2 separate regions of the Mus musculus genome follow, and region 2 is linked to region 1. Evidence: chromatin contacts called from public promoter capture Hi-C data. All regions are on one chromosome and are shown on one strand. The core of a region is the stretch at or near the end of the contact, and the rest is flanking DNA. Distances in the headings are between cores, read along the strand shown.

Region 1 (5,376 bases), core at 1,037-3,536:
TAGGACATGCATATAGCCACACACACATACCATATGCCCAGAATTTTACACTGACACATACACACACACATCCCTCGATACAAGAAAGTCTTCTAATACATTTCAATGTCCTTTCTTGATAAATATTCTGAAAAAAAAAAAAAAACCTTGATAAAGGGACAGGAGAGACGCCCAGCACTAAGAGCATTACCCTGCTTGCTCTTCTTGTGGACAGGGCTTAATAGTCATGAATCTACATGGTGATTCACAAGTCCAACTCCTCTGTCCACCATAGCAACAGAGGGATGGACAGCTTCAAGCGATGGCAGTCTGGCGCAAATGGGATTTGAGTATGCAGCTAAGCTGCCCCTGAGTCTTAACATCCTTGGGAGCTTTTCAGAGAACCTGGTCCTTGAGCATCCTTGAAGGAAAGAAGCCAAAGGTGGGTAAGGCAAAAAAAGTAAAGGAGGCACTGGTGACACACACGCGCCTGTATGTGTATTTGTGTGTTTATTTGTGTGTGTGTGTGTGTGTGTGTGCGCGCGTGCACATGTCTCTGTACACTTCACTAAGACCTTCCATCCAGAGGTAACCCCTCTGAGAACACCCGAGCAAAGTAGACGTGAGTGTAAACTTTCCACCTGAGAAAAGAAACCGTCTTCCAAGGCTCTGTAGGTTAAAGTTGAGTGGTTCCCTCCCCCCACTTTTTTTAGTCTTCATCCTTTGCACTATCTGGAGGGAGAAAGTAGGAGGTGGATGACCCAAAACCTCTCAGTCCGACTCTCTCCTTGCTTAGTAAAAACCCACCGCGTCATGGATTGAACTAGTACAGGGTGATTCTTAATTCCTTTTCCAAAAAAAGGTTTAGTGATACAGATCTGGAAGAGAAAATGCATTTGTTTTGTTTTGTGAAAAGTACAGAAAAGCAGGAAGCTTGCTGTTACCCCACTTTCTCCCTCTCTTCTCCTCTCCCTCCTAGGAGTCGTCACGATTTCCAATTTACCCAGCAGCTTTCCCCTCATGACGGTGGACAGCACCCCTATCATTTCTCCAGAGCAGTACATCGGTTATAGTAGAAGAGACTAAACTAAGAGGTCATTGCTTAAAATCCAGTTCCCAAAACAGCTCAGTATCTGTGGCGGGAAAGTCTGACCTTCTCAGAGGAGGTAGAATATAATTCTTTCTGCTTCTAGTTTCTGGAAAAGGTTCATTACCCAAATGCTAATACCAGACAAAGGCATTGCAAGAAAGCTGCTAAACAAAACCTCTCATGAACAGCCGGGCCCAACAAACACCCAGCGACGTTAGCACATCAAAACCAGCAGTCACTTCTGAAGGCGGTTATCCACCCACTTCAGGATCAGAGTCTGCATGGACATTTAAGATTTGCTCTACTTCTGGCTTCTCCTGGCTCCCCCGTGTCCACACCCCCATTCTATGCTGTTTGGATTACTTTAAATCCTCAAGCACAGTCAAGACATGTTTTGTGATTGGCTTATTTTTTATTTTGCTCGATGTTTCTGTGTAAGTCCAAGATGCTTTGATAGTTTGGTGTTTTATTCACATTCCCCCAGAGAGTATTGTATCAAGAGATACTGTTGCTACATCTGTGTGTCATGAAATTCATCTATAAGCCCAGCACTTGAGTGCCCACTCCCAGGCAGGAGAATTAAGGCTATCTTCAAAGATATTAGTATACATAGTATTATATAATATAATTTGATGTAATTTATTTAACCCAGGATGGACCCAACCTTCCAGTTTTTCCTCAGTGTCTCCTACAAGACATTCAATGCTAAGATTCTGCGTGTCCTCTGTTTGATGGATGGTTGACCTGTGATCTAGTCTGACAATTCGAGGATCCCAATCCCAGCAAAGGATGCTGGAGCTTAGGCCAGGCCTGGAGGACTGTGTCCAGCTCCAAAATCCTTGCAAAGCTGGGTGTGCTTCAGGCAGTGCTATTTTTTTTTTTTTTTAACTTTAGGTATTGGGGAGTGTAGATAGGGTATCCTGCGCTTAGGCAAGCGCTTTCATCGAGTTATTTTAAGATAGAGCCTGAAAGTAATTGTCACGCAGACCCTCCTGCCCCAGATCTCAAGCCTGTACATTAGCCCGTCATGAACCTGAATTTCGAGGCACGGTTGGGATCGTTTCCGTGGCACGGAGACGCACTGTCCTCAAGCTGATGTTCCCAGCCAGACACTAGCCGGGCAAATAGGGGTCCAGGTGGCCGCTCGGTTGCAAGCGCCGATTGGTCAGGCCAGCCAGGCCCCGCCCCCGAAGCGCGGCGGCCAATGAGCGCGCAGAGGACTGGCGGGCGAGCTCGCGGGCGGCAGCGGAGTTTTTCCGACGCCGCGGCCTGTGCAGCTGAGTCTGGAACGACGTGCGACGCGCGGCTCTCCTCAGAGCCATGTCTAGGCGGGAACCCGCAGCCAACGCTTCCTCCTCGGGCGTTGCTCCCCGGCGAAGCTCGACCGGGTCCCGGGGCGCCGACCGGACAGCGACGGAGGAGACGAACCGGAGAGGCCGGGTCGGTAGCAGGGGTGCGGGCGGCGGCTGGAGAGAGCCCGCCGGGGCCGCCGAGGCTACGGCCGCCGGCCGCCGCGAACCGCCGCTCTGCTTCGGGGTGAAGAACGATGTGGTGGGCGCGGTGATAGGTGAGCGCCGGCGGCGCCCAGGCTCGCTGCATGACGGGGCGGCGGCGTCGGGGCTCCAGCAGCGCGGGGGCGCAGTTCTATGGCGGGCCGGGGCGTGTGTGGGAGAGAACCTCCTGGAAGACTCGCGCGGCATCCGCGGTAAAGGTCTTTCCGGTTTCCCGCAGGGGCCAGCAGCTCAGTGCGGAGGTGCAGCCATCACCCTCTAGGTCGTTTTCACACCTAGTGTGCTTTAGTGTCAGGTCAGAGCCGCAGCTTCGTCTCTGCCAGGAGGTTTAACTTGAGGTGAATGTAACTGCGGAGAGCAGTACGCGGGAGTCTTAGATGCGCAATTTTCAACTTTTCTGAGATGCATTTTACAGTGATGGAGATGTTTCCCTCAGTTGGCTTCAATTCTTAGTTTCAGTTATAGGGCTTTTTGGGGGGTGGGTTGGGGTCCGTGAAGTGAATATATTTAGTTCTAAAAGCCTGCTTTGTGGCATTTAATCGTATGTTTTAAGGCTGGTTACTAGAATAGACAAAGATTCCGTTTGCAGGGTCCAAGCTCCCCCGCCCTCCCCACCCCTCCCAATCTGAACAAGAAGCCCAGTATTTGAACGGGAAGCTCACCAGAGAACCAATAGGTTTGCGACAGATATTAGACCCGCTGCAAGAAGCAGTGAAGTCTAGGCATTGGAATACACACGACTCGTTGGTTGTGCATGCTACTGTGTTTGTTTGTTTGTTTGTTTCTTATTCTGGGTATTGAACCCAGTGCATCCCAAATAATTAGGTGCATCCTGAGCTACATCCCTAGCCTTGCAACCTAGATGGTTTATTCCAGTGTGTGTTAAAATATGACAATCTTTATTTTTTCCTCTACTGTTCATCTTCTCCCACCCCACTTCCTTCTTCCCTCTCTTTTTCTTTCTTTGAACTCAGGATTGAACCCAGAGCTTCATAAGAGTTAAGCCTATCTTTACCCCTAATCTGCTACTCAGCCCCACCTTACTTCTATAGTTAAGAAGTAAGCATATATAACGAGCGCAGTGTTAGTGGTAATGGGAGATTGTGTCCCAGCTCTTCCGTGATTAGAACTATACCGCCTCTCAGCTCCTCGTTTCTCCTTGGTCTTGTGCCTCCACATCACCGCTCTCTGCTGCTGCTGGAGTTATTTACTTCAGATCCTCAAGTAGAATCAAGGAACTTACAGTGTTTTGTGATTGACTTACTGTGGACATAATGTCCTCAAATTGTCATCTGGTTCTTAATGTCTGACAGAATTTCCTGTTAAAGACTGAACATTAGTTCTATTTTTTTAAATTGGTTATTTTATGTATTTACATTTCAAATGTTACCCCATTCCGAAAACCCCTCTCCCATCCCCCCTCCCAGAACGTTAGTTCTTTCCTATGTATCTCTTCCTGTTAGCCATTATACTCTTGATGCTGATTGAGTTGCTTCCAGGTTCTTGCTTTGGCGCACAGTGCTTCTGTGTGGCACAACAGTGCAGGTCTTCACCATCAGGGCCACGCTTCATCTCCTTTTCCTTCCGTATGTACTCAGTCATGTCAATGCTGAATTAGTTTTAGGGTTTTCACTTGTTATTTTTTTTCCAATCACACCAGTAGTTCACAGACTACCAATTAAATAACATCCTTACTAAAGCGCATGCATAAAACCCTTGATTCATTTCTAAGTACTGCAGATTATCTTTTTAAAAGGAAACAGTAAAGTTGGATGTGGTGATGCAGGCCTTTAGCAACACTGGCCCTACCCCCAGAGGTAGTAGCAGGCTAAGTCTATATAGAACATTCTGGGCAGGTTAGAACTATATACTGAGAGCTTGTTTTTAAAAATAAACGGCAACAAAAAGTACTTTTTAAAGAAAAAATAAGAGGCAATCTTTTTGTATTTACAGTCTGGGTTAGACTGTTTAGAGATGTCGAATAGCTGAGTCAGGGAGGGAGCACACTAGGGGGTCTTAGGCATGCTACTGAGGGAAGTGCTGTACTGCTCAACTGTACTTCATCTTCCCTTCTCTGCTTTTTTGTTTGTTTGTTTGTTTTGTTTTTGTTTTTTGAGACAGTGTTTCTCTGTGTAGCCCTGGCTGTCCTGGAACTCACTCTGTAGACCAGACTGGCCTTGAACTCAGAAATCTGCCTGCCTCTGCCTCCCGAGTGCTGGGACTAAAGGTGTGTGCCACCACACCCGGCTCCGTCTCTGCTTTAAAGGGGAAAAAAAAAAAAAGAATTATTTAGCTAGATGTGGTGGCCCAGTGCTTGAACTGCCACTGCTTAGGAGGCAAAGGCAGCAGAATTGCCTTGAGTTTAAAGCCAGCATGCGATGCATTCTGAGTTCAAGCCTAGGCTATCAGTCTTACAGATACACACACTCACACACACACACACACCTGGATTTTGTTTCTGTTATAAGTGACTTTAATTCCTTCATATTGTCTTCAGTTCAATTTGGTATGTTCTGAAATAGAATCTTCTAGTCTCCATCTTGGTTAAAAACAACAACAACAACGGGCTGGAGAGATGGCTCAGCGGTTAAGAGCACCGACTGCTCTTCCGAAGGTCCTGAGTTCAAATCCCAGCAACCACATGGTGGCTCACAACCATCTGTAATGAGATCTGACACTCTCTTCTGGAATGTCTGAAGACAGCTATGATGTAATTACATATAATAAATAAATAAATAAATAAATAAATAAATAAGTCTTTAAAAACAACAACAACAACAAAAAACCTCCTACTAC
Region 2 (5,345 bases), core at 1,398-3,897, 190 kb after region 1:
CCACACCCACTCCCAACCTTCTGGGTGGAAAACAGGTTATACACATCTTCTGTTGTCGAGACAACCCTGCCTGTTTAACATTGCAGGCTTCCCTGAGACTATCCATATCAGCCGAGCTGTGGGGATTAAAAACCACAGGGACTCACAGTGTCCATTCACATAGTCCCCATCTCCATACCTGAGAAAGCACTTTCTGTTTGTTTGTTTGTTTGTTTGCTTGGGGGAGGGGGTTCAAGACAGGGTCTCTCTGTGTAGCCTTGTCTATCCTGGAACTCTTGCTCTAGGCCAGGCTGGTCCTGAACTCAGCAATCCGCCTGCCTCTGCTTTCCAAGTTCTGGGATGAGAGGCGAGTGCCATCATTGGCTGGCTCTGAGAAAGCATTTCTAATCAAATAAAGTGCTACGTACCTATGTAAGGGAGAAAGGAGGCCTGAGAATCTCGGGAGACGAGCCAGGAAAGGTCTTTTTTGGAAGAGGGATATTTAACAGAGGCTTCCTCAACGGGCAGAAGTTGCCAGGTAGCTGCGGGGGTGGGGTGGGTGTGAGCACAGCCATTCTAGCAAAAGCAGGACCAGGGCCTGCAGAAGTAGGGATGTGAGAGAGGCACAGGGAGAACATAGGACCTTCCTTCCCCCGAGCTGGTTTACTAACAAATAGTTCACATTACCGTCGAGCGCTTACTGTATTGAGCTCCTGTTACAGAACGATGAAGATGAACCGCAAAGTACACAGAACACTACTCAGCACACAGAAACTTCAGGAACTGAATTGCTATCACTGCCTTCTCTGGATCCTGGAGATCGAGCTCACGTGTTAAGAAGTGTATTTCTCATTTGTGGGAAATTAAGCTTTGTGGGGCACGAGGCTCCTAGTGGAACAGACAGGACGGCCGGGAAGGTAGATATCCCTACCAAACTGGCGGAGCAATCGGCCTTGCGTGCAACTTCCGGTGCCACGTGTCTGTGGCACCAAGGAGGATGTGATGACGGAGGACAGGGACAGGGAATCCAGAGCAGTGGCAAAGTGTCAAACTTCGATTCTAACCCAAGAGGGAAGCCAAGGGGGCAGGAGGTGTGAATCAGTGGACAGAATGCTTGCTTACCACGCATTCAGGAGGTGGAGGCAGGAAGGTCAGGAGAACTAAGTCACCTGCAGCTACAAAATAGAGGCCAGCTGGGGCTACATGAGACCCTGTCTCAAAGAAAACCAAGCAACCAACCAAAAAAATGCAAGTCCTAGGTTTGACCTACTGATGCCTTACACTTTTCAAAATAAAACATTCTATTTTAGATTTTAAAAAAAAAATCTGTTCTATGTACGAATGTTTGCCTGTATGTATGTCTGTGTACCACAGGTGTGTCTGAGTAGGGAGGGTGTTGGCTCTCTTGAGCTGGAGTTATGGATGGTTGTAAGCTTCCATGTGGGTGCTGGGAACTGAACCCTCGTCCCCTGGAAGAGCAACCAGTGCTCTAACTGCTGAGCCATCTTTCCAGTTCCCTAACAAACTATTCTAAAAATAAAAACAAAACCAAAACAGATCACCCAAAAGCCAACAGAAGTAGTCTGAATAAAGTCAGAAAGTAGGGTAGTTACCCACACAAGTGGGAAGGATGGTTAAAACAGTTACGAAAGAATTCTTTGGTAATGTCAACAAAAGACATACCGACAGAAGACTGTTCCGGGCCAACAAAGGCAAATTTCCAGTTCAATTCTTTCTCACACCTATATCCTTGAATGTGTCCAAGCCGATTTGTCCTTTAGTTTTCTGTAGCTTCAGGAAGCTACATTACAAAAGTGTAGCGAAATCCAGTGAAGACACATACTTGTGTTTTGGGGGATGGTGGGTATGGAGACTAGAACCTTGTCAGGCAAGGACTATACCTCTGTGCAACATGCGCCCCCCCCCCCCCCCCCCGCAATGAAGATGCTTTTTGAAGTAGCACCTGCAAGACCTCTAGTACGGCATATTGTCTTAGAGTGCTAAAGATATCTTATCTTGAGAATAACCTGTTTCCTAACTTAAATTGCAGTCTGATAGACAAGGAAAAAATAGAAATGTCTGCAATATTTTGGTGTCTTACAGCACAAGATATTCGCGGGATTATGCAACTGTCCCCCGCACACTCAACAGCTGTTAACTCTTCTTTGTTGTTGTTTTGTTTTTGTCTCTCCTCCCCAACAAGGCGCTACCAGATCACATGTTTACAGGCCGGCATAAGCGGAAACCTGGCGGCCGCTGGAGGGGAGCAAGAAGCACTTTGGCCCCTTTGCTTATTGACTCGGATCGGGTACCCCTCCGACCCTGAATTGCTTCAGTCCCGCCAGCGCCACAGGCACCTCCGTCCCGACCCACAGCACTACAGCGGCTACCTGTCCCCCCGACCCCGCAGCCACTCCTTCAAGGCGCCCACGGCCGGGAACCACCCGCCCGCCAGGAACGCTGCCACTAGCAATCACTCGGTGGTCCCGCAGCTCACCCGCTTCGGTCTGCCGGGCGCCCGGCAGGAGCGGGGTGCTGTCCGAGCTCTCCTCATCGTCGTTTCCCGCCGGACCCCGAAGCAGGGGCCTCATAACGCCTGGAGAGCAGATGTGCCGGCGTCGTTGCTTGGCCAACCTAGCTCTCGGCAGGACAGCCCTTCGCCGTGCTGGCTGGGCGGGGCAGGATATTGCCCCGCCCCAGGACACGCCCATATCTGGTTGCCTGTTCCTAAGGCGCCATTTTAGTTTCGGGCAATTTCCCGCTGTGGGCAGGGTTGGGTTGGGCGTGGCGTTTGCGCTGTGCAAGATGTGTGTCACCAGCGGTAGGGAGCCCAGGACTCTGTTACACTAGTAAAAGCCCGGGCATTGGACAGCCTGAAGGCGGCGATGGGGTTTGCATCTCGCAGTGATAGGGAGCTAGGGAAATGGGCAGGGACTATTTGCCTTCTAAATGTCTATAATAGTTTTCAGTCTTTGTCCGTTTTGTGACAGCATATGGCTTTTGAAAAGTAGCAAAGGAAATCATGTTTTGTCCGACGAAATTGACTGTTTCAGAGGTGAACCCCAATGTAGGCAGCTGCCTTTTCTCTTTAGGAAGATACTGTTGATTGTACCCAGGGCCTCACACATATTAGACTAACGCTGATACATACCATTGACCTACATCCCCAGCGGGCAGGCCACGTGATGTATGAGCGTGGGGGAGTTTTCTCTGTAAATCTAATTTGGACAGATTTTCCCTACTGCTGACTCTAAGAAAGAGGAACTAGGAAAATGCTTCAGTCAGCCTTGGTGGGGCCATCGGGCCTCTGAGTAATAAAAGCCATATCTGCAGACCGATGGAAAAGACAGATGTGGTAGACGCCCTTAGAGATTTCCACGCAGACCAAGGAAGAGCAGAGGCTCAGAAAGTCAGGTGAGGCCCCTGTCTAGAAGAAGGGCTGACTGAGATTTACTAAAGATATCCCTAACTCTTGGGCCAGTAAATGCTGATGGGCAAGTTTTCAAAAAGACAGCTGTAGAGATAAAGCCCTTGAGTTTGTGCATACCCGCCTGGCAAATTCTTATAAAATGTATGTACAAACAGCACTTCTGGTGTGGTTAATTTGATGTGTCAGTTTGCTTGTCCTCCATGTGAGTGGATTTCAATTTGTTTGAAGGTTTGATTAGAACAAAAAGATCAGCTTCAAGCCGGGCGTGGTGGCGACACCTTTAATCCCAGCACTCGGGAGGCAGAGGCAGGCAGATTTCTGAGTTCGAGGCCAGCCTGGTCTACAGAGTGAGTTCTAGGACAGCCAGGGCTACACAGAGAAACCCTGTCTCAAAAAAACAAAAACAAACAAACAAACAAACCCAGCTTCCCTAACTCATCCCCTTGTACCCACCCCCCCACCCCTGAACTCCTCCAACAGACGGCTTCAGATTTCATTAGCCTCGGGGTTCTCATCTTTCTGCACCTCTGCTATCCTGTGTGAGCCAATAGGTTTGTTCAACACTGTATCTCCTCTCCTTTATTGCTAAGATCATCCTTTTTGGCAGGGACAGCCAAGGGAATCTTCCAACATAGGGAATCAGATTCCAACAGCCTTGGGGAGTTTGAAATCAGCAGCACCATGTTTAAGTACACTTATTACCTGAGAAGGTTCAGGTTACAGAAAAGTTGCAAAGTCAGTACGCAGAGTTCGAGGTAGGATAGGAAGGCTGGCTTTGTGGGGACATGGGAAAGGAGTCCCTCACTCCCGGGTCTGGGGGACATATCCTGCCAGCTGAGCTAAGAATTTCTGCACAATTAACATGATTTGCTGTGAAGGACCATATGTAAGGCCCAAGCATCCTTCCAGAATGACCTTTCTCCTTTCCCAGACTTGTAAACCTGGGGAGATTTCTAAGACTTTGACAAGAAGCCCCACTTAGGGTACACTCTTGTGCAACTTTATGATCCATGGTTTTACTGGATCAGCTGGCAGTCTTATCCACGGCACTGACAGGCACCCTGTCATCATTTACTGAAGGGTGTGTGTGTGTGTGTGTGTGTGTGTGTGTGTGTGTGTGTGTGGTGAGACAGGGTTTCACTGTGAGGCCCTAGCTGTTCTGGAACTCACTATGTAGACCAGGACTGCCTCTGTCACCCCAGTGCAGGGATTAAAGGCAAGTATCAATCCTGCCCTGCTTGTGTGTGTGTATGTGGGGCGATTCTTAACAACACTTTAAGCTGTTACTTAAAGGCCACCAAAATCATATATATAGTAGCTGCTGAGACACTTGGGTGCAATTCTCACTTAGCTTTGAGAACACCACACCTTTGCTAATACACTTCTTTGGTGAGTATTATTCTTTTCCCAAACACCAGTCATTCTCCCTAATGGCAATGCTTAAATCTTGCTTACAGTCTTTTCAAAATAAATGTGGGCCCTGTCCATCCTGGCTATGCTGAAATTCTTTTCTGCAGTGAAGTCAAGATCCTGGGTTTATCTGATTGAGAGCTCAGGTTGCTATAGATGACAGACAATGTGGGTTATGGATCTGCCCTGGCCTATAAGCACTGGCTCCTGACAAGCTCTCTATACAGTGTGCCAACTTTGACCCCTTTTCAAGATCTAAGAGAGTATGACACATTTATTTCAGCTATGGAAGCATTTTGGTACTTAATGAGCATCATACTTTATTTGGACTTCTTTCCCTTTTACCTGTCTTCCTCCCTGTACCCTCCTCCCCCTTCCAGGGTTTATTTAGGATACATATTAAGTTCCATTATTGTATCTCCTTAGGCTCTCACAGATGTTCTTCCTTTTTGCTGACCTCATCAGTTTTATAGAATACTGATGCTTTTCTGGACATTCTCTCAACCTGAGTTTGTCTAATGTTTTC

The links. Capture Hi-C pulls out chosen DNA fragments and counts their contacts.
Region 2: a contact with region 1 is called in a promoter capture Hi-C map of liver. The contact joins the promoter of Slc17a5 here to the promoter of Ddx43 in region 1. A contact is called at or near these places in 14 of 39 promoter capture datasets (the 3T3-L1 cell line, the C10 cell line, the HPC-7 cell line and 10 more), 3 of 115 datasets of contacts at active chromatin or transcription factors (effector CD8 T cells, extraembryonic endoderm stem cells and memory CD8 T cells) and 3 of 9 other capture datasets (adipose tissue, embryonic stem cells and liver).

Annotation. Positions count from the first base shown.
Region 1 is chr9:78,393,491-78,398,866 of GRCm38.p6, forward strand. Ddx43 (DEAD box helicase 43) reads left to right here and starts at 2,287. Exons shown (of 17, transcript NM_001191044.1): 1 at 2,287-2,636. The coding sequence starts at 2,390.
Region 2 is chr9:78,585,398-78,590,742 of GRCm38.p6, forward strand. Slc17a5 (solute carrier family 17 (anion/sugar transporter), member 5) reads right to left here and starts at 2,648. Exons shown (of 11, transcript NM_172773.3): 1 at 2,477-2,648. The coding sequence starts at 2,570.